2 separate regions of the Sus scrofa genome follow, and region 1 is linked to region 2. A link is a contact called in public Hi-C data. All regions are on one chromosome and are shown on one strand. The core of a region is the stretch at or near the end of the contact, and the rest is flanking DNA. Distances in the headings are between cores, read along the strand shown.

Region 1 (2,700 bases), core at 165-2,664, 660 kb after region 2:
CTATAGCTTCTGACAATTTGCGTTGTAATTTACTTTTCTAGGTTTCCTTTTGACCTATAGTATTCAAGTGTAAGGTAATGCACATTTAAATCACAAAAAGGAACCAATTACATTATTTTTTCATGTTTCTGTCATTTTCTATCCTTTGAAACAGTTGACCCTTGGCCAACTGCTCATGATTTGGAGAAATAGTGGAACTCTATGGGAGGAGGAGTAAATGTAAAATTTATCTGCAATCAGATAAATTACAAGACAGATGTGAGGAAAAAAGGAAAAAAAAAAAAAAGAAAAGAAAAGCAACCCCCCCAAAACAAGACAGAGATGTAATTTAATCTCTAAAAGTTTTAAGCAGTATTTCCCAATTACAGGATGCTTAAATACAAACATAAGGCCTCCCTTAGCAAAACAGAAAAAAGTCAATGGACTCCAAGCCTGCTGATGGTTAAGAATTTGCCTGACTCATTAAGGTTTACCTGATTCATTGGCCCAGTGCAGAGCCTGCCTCCTGCAGTGTTCGACCAATATTTATTAAAGGAACTATTTTGTATCTAAATATTGGAAAGATTATATTGTCAATAAAAGTAAGATTTAAAAAGACGATGCTGCACCCTTTTGTCCTTCCTCAGGATATCTGCCCCTGCACTCTGGGTTCAGGTAAAAAGTGGCAACTGACCAGGTGGAAGGAGGAACTTGGAGTATAGGAGTAAGGAAGTCGCTCTGGTGCCATTTTGACTCCTTTCTGATGATCATCTGGAACACTGGGCTACCAGATTAAAAATTTCGGGCCCCTCTCTGAACCCTCTGGTACTAATTACCCTCGGGTCTTTTTTTCTGCCTGTTGTGTGTGTGTGTGTGCATAAGTCTCTAGGTGATAGATATTTTGTACCCGTCTCTGTCTGCACCCTCCCGCCCCCCATTTAATTTGCTAGTTGAGAAAACGACCTCTTTCGCTACCCCCAATAGTGATCCCCCACAAACGATGTTTGTGGAATTCATGGTTGACGACTTTAATCCCAAATGAGGCTGAGAGTCTCCCTCAACCCCTCCTGTGTAAAACTCTTCCATCTCAAGAAACCTCGAGGGGAGAGGCAGGTCATCCACGTCTTTCTCAGGTGCCCCTGAGGGACTACCCAAGGGACTGGGGCGATGGGTGGTGGCGAAAACCTAAAGATTAGACCCAGTACCAAGTTACCGCCCTCTTCGTAACCGATAATGGCTCCGGGCTGAGAAACCAGGGACGCAGTTGGTAGGTCGGAAGAGCATTCGCCGCTGGCAATGCACAGCTGCGTAAAGGAACCCACCGGGACCTGCCCACAGTCTCCGCCCCGCGCCGCGCACGCCTTATATAAGCGCCCGAGGCCCCGCCCCCTACAAGCCCCGCCCCCGCTTAGATCGGCCTCCGGCTCCTCAGGCGGAGGGGGCGGAGAGAAGCCGCAGCTGCAACTTCGCTGGAGCCTCTGAACCTGGGCTCAGCCGGAGACCAAGCCGCCGACGCCGCAGGGCCTCCGCTTCCCTGGCTCGGGCCTCAACCCAGGCGGCTCGACCATGGCAGCCGCCGCCGCTGTAGCGAATCTGGCTCCTGCGGTCCCCGCCCGTCGCTGAGCAGCCGTTAACCAGCCCGCCCGCTCGCCCCCCGCCGGTGCCGCCTCGGCCCAGGCTCCGCACAAGTTTCCGCCGCCGAAGAGGCAGGAGGCGAAGGCAGCGGAGGACGGACGTGGGGAGTCGGGCGCCCCCGGCCCACTCGGCACTCCGGCCCGCAATGTGGGGACGCTTCCTGACTGCGGATGCCGGCGGCAGGGACAGCCCAGGCGGAACCCGCAGCTTCCCCGCGGGTAAGTAACGGGACAGGCCCCTGGCTGCGGTGGGGGTCGCGGCCGACTGCGGTGCCTCGGGACTCAGCCGCCGCTCCCCTCCTTCCTCAGGCCTGGCTTCCCCCTGGCCGCCCGCCCCCGACGCCGCGCGCCTGCCAGCCAGCCCAGCTTCCTCCAGGCTGCCGACACCCGGCTCCGCGGGCTGACATCTGGCGGCCCGCGTCCCCGGCCCTGTCCGCCCCGCATCTCGGCGCACCGGCCCCGCGCGGCTCGGTGTCCCGGCCGCTCCTCCGGCCGCAGCCCCGGCGCCCCAACTTACAGCTCGCCTAGGCCTCCTCGGGTTGGGCTTTGTTGTGCGACCTTCTCCTTTTTCCTCCTGGGGTGTGCGGCCGACGTGGATAACGGGGCTCACGGAGACCCAGACGGGAAGGTCGCTGCGACCGTGCTGCAGCCGCGGCGGCGCGGGGCGCGTCTCGGAGGGCGGGGGGCTGCTGCATCTGCGCCTGCAGCCGCTGCTTTAGGGCGCGTTTGGGGGCGGAAGGAGGCTGCGGCTGATGCCTTGGCTGCAACCCCCCCCAGGGGTCCAGCCCCTCCCTGAAACCTGGTTACCGCCCAGCAGTCCTTTCTGGAGGACATGTCCTGCCAGAGCCCATCGATTTTTGAGCAACCGGAATGTTAATCTATTTGCCTCTCCTTGGCCCTTTCAAGGAAAATTTGGGGTTTGCTGCGTTGGGTGTGCGAAGGGACCTGTTTGTAATGCACAGCCATTTAATGCCTGCGTCGCTTAAAAGTTGTGTAGGAGCCACCAAATTAGGATAAATCTTCCCCTAATCAGGATATTAAAAAAAAAAAAAAAAGGCTTGGGTTACCTGTGACAAGTTATTTGACT
Region 2 (2,700 bases), core at 46-2,545:
TAGATTTTGGAAAATAAGGCTGTCTTGAAAACAATTTCTGTTGGACCAAGTCCTTACTTCCCTGGAAGTAGTCAAATCCAAGACAATTTCAACAGTGCTGAAATTTATTACTTGAAGTTATGGCAGCATAAAACTGTCTTCTTTAAATGGAAAATATGACCAACTTGTATGAGGTAAATGAATTTTGAAAGTGGGAGTGGGTGGGGGAGCTACGCAACTTTTTTTTCTTTTTAAAGGGGGCGAGGATGCATAGGAAGACTCCCAAGCAGCCACAAAACCAGCAGGTCTCTTGGGATTTAGAGGATGTTCCACCAGAGAGCTCCAAAGCTGAGCTCAGAAGCTCTCCAATTCACAGCTCCTCATCGAGGGACTTTTGGGTTAACTGCAACGGAGCAATGGGGGAATCCCTCCCTTGGCAAAAAGAGGGTAACTGGAGGAAAGACGCGCTTCACACCGTTCAAATCTGGCAGTTCTCTGCAAGACCCCGTCCTTATTCGGCCTCCCTCCGGGCAGGTCCCGCACCACCAGGCGCAGGTCCGAGGGGGCCGCAGGGGGATCCCGCATCAGCCCAGGCACCTAACCCACACCCCTAGAGCAACCACCCCCTGGGGCCTCTGGCCCGAAACCCCCGCGGGATAAACTCGCCGACCTCGGGCCCCGCCCGCTGCCTCGCGCCTCCGGGCCCCGCGACCTCCCCACCCCCGGCCGGGCCCCTGCGAGGCTGCGCTTCCCGTAACTCCCCTCCCTGCACTGCCCCCTCCCCGCCTCGGCCCCGCCCCCGCGGGACCCTGAGCCGCGTGCGATTGGCCCTGCCGCGCCATCACTCTCCGGACGCGTCACCGCCCTCGTTTCCGACCGCCCAGAGACCGGCAGTGGTGGTAGTGCTCGCGGGGCCGCGGTGGAGGGCATAGTGCTGTCCTGCTCTCTCCCACTCGCCCGCGGGTCGGCGCGCTCGCCCAGCTGAGCAGCATCCAGGGCTGCGGGGCAGTCGGACTGCACGCTCAGCCTGAGAAGCAGAGACAGCTAGTCCTAGCTTCGGGATGGGGAGCCGGCGAAGTTGACGAGCCCACCACCCGCGCTGCGCCTCTCCTGTGCGGAGGCGCTCTGCCCTCTCCAGGAGGTGCCCGCGCACGGCCCTGCTCCAGGTGTGCGCGGGACACCCAGCCCCCGAGACCCGAAAACTTCACCCCAAGTCCAAAGAGTGGTTTCCGAGGGCGGTGCCGGGAGCCAGACTCCGAACTCCGTGAAGGGGGAACTGTCCTGGTGGCTCGCACGGCCGTCTGAGGGCGGAGACCGGTGGAAACTTTATCACCATCATCGTAATTACTACGTTTTACTGTTTCTCTCCCCGCAGGGGCTACAGCCAGAGGTCTGTCGCGCGTGTTTGTTTGCCAAAGGAGCCGCTTGGGGGAGAAGACTCGAAGGGGAGTTGTTCCCCAAGGGATACCTGCAGCCCAGGCAGGGGGTTTGGGCGGCCTGGATGCACAGGACCCAGCCCCGCAGCCGCTGACGCCGGGCGGCGGCGAAGTTTGGCTGCTGAGCGGCGCAGAGCAAGGCCACTGGACAGCGGGCAACCCTGCGGCCGTGGCAGCGGGAGCGATGCCGGTGGGGGGCCTGTTGCCACTCTTCAGCAGCCCGGCGGGCGGCGGCCTGGGCGGCGGCCTGGGTGGGGGGCTCGGCGGCGGCGGCGGCGGCGGCGGCAGAAAGGGGTCGGGCCCCTCCGCCTTCCGCCTGACGGAGAAGTTCGTGCTGCTGTTGGTGTTCAGCGCCTTCATCACGCTCTGCTTCGGAGCGATCTTCTTCCTGCCCGACTCTTCCAAGCTGCTCAGCGGGGTCCTGTTCCACTCCAGCCCCGCCCTGCAGCCAGCCGCTGACCACAAGCCGGGGCCCGGGGCGCGCGCCGAGGACGCGGCAGATGGGCGAGCCCGGCCCGGTGAAGAGGGCGCTCCCGGGGACCCCGCGGCCGCCCTAGAGGACAACTTGGCCAGGATCCGCGAAAACCACGAGCGAGCTTTGAGGGAAGCCAAGGAGACTCTGCAGAAGCTGCCCGAGGAGATCCAAAGAGATATCCTGATGGAGAAGGAGAAGGTGGCCCAGGACCAGATGAGTAACAGGATGGGGTTCAGGCTGCCCCCAGTGTACTTAGTACCCCTCATCGGGGCGATTGACCGGGAGCCGGCCGACGCCGCTGTCCGCGAGAAAAGGGCAAAGATCAAAGAGGTGAGTGCACCCAGGCTGGAAATTCTTCCGGACCTGCGATGTTTTTCTGGGAGAAACGACAAACCTTTGAAACTCATAAGACTGTAACATTACAATGTGGGGAGACATCGAGGTTTTCCACTTAACCTGGTGCAGTGTCAAAGGCTCTTTCGTTTTCCTTTCAGTATCATAGTAGATGTGGCCAATTATGATCCGAGGTTGAATCCCGTTGTTTTTAACTTGCATGCTCGGTGAGCATAAGCCACACAAGGTAGGTCTTAAATATATGGGTAGGTGCTGTGCAAACCTCTTTTACGGCCCAATACACGGTTAATCGTCGCTGAGAACAGTGGCAGTGAAGGTCCCAAACAGCCCCCCTAATAAAGCTTGGTCGTGGCTTTGAAATGAAGCTTGAATGTAAACGCGAAGCATCAATCACCCATGATAGAAAGATTCTAACAGCAAGCCAGCACACCCTGTTTCAGTCACGTGGCCGCATTC

Evidence for each region. A called contact is a pair of places that touch in the nucleus more often than the background predicts.
Region 1: a contact with region 2 is called in a Hi-C map of heart right ventricle, with 5 times the contacts expected there. The contact joins the promoter of CEP85L here to the promoter of MAN1A1 in region 2.

Annotation. Positions count from the first base shown.
Region 1 is chr1:43,391,216-43,393,915 of Sscrofa11.1, forward strand. It overlaps CEP85L (centrosomal protein of 85 kDa-like), which reads left to right and starts at 1,415. Exons shown (of 15, transcript XM_003121248.5): 1 at 1,415-1,832. The coding sequence starts at 1,760. LOC110260246 (a long non-coding RNA gene) reads left to right here. Exons shown (of 2, transcript XR_002343179.1): 2 at 1-311.
Region 2 is chr1:42,728,874-42,731,573 of Sscrofa11.1, forward strand. It overlaps MAN1A1 (mannosidase alpha class 1A member 1), which reads left to right and starts at 1,296. Exons shown (of 12, transcript NM_213885.1): 1 at 1,296-2,220. The coding sequence starts at 1,600.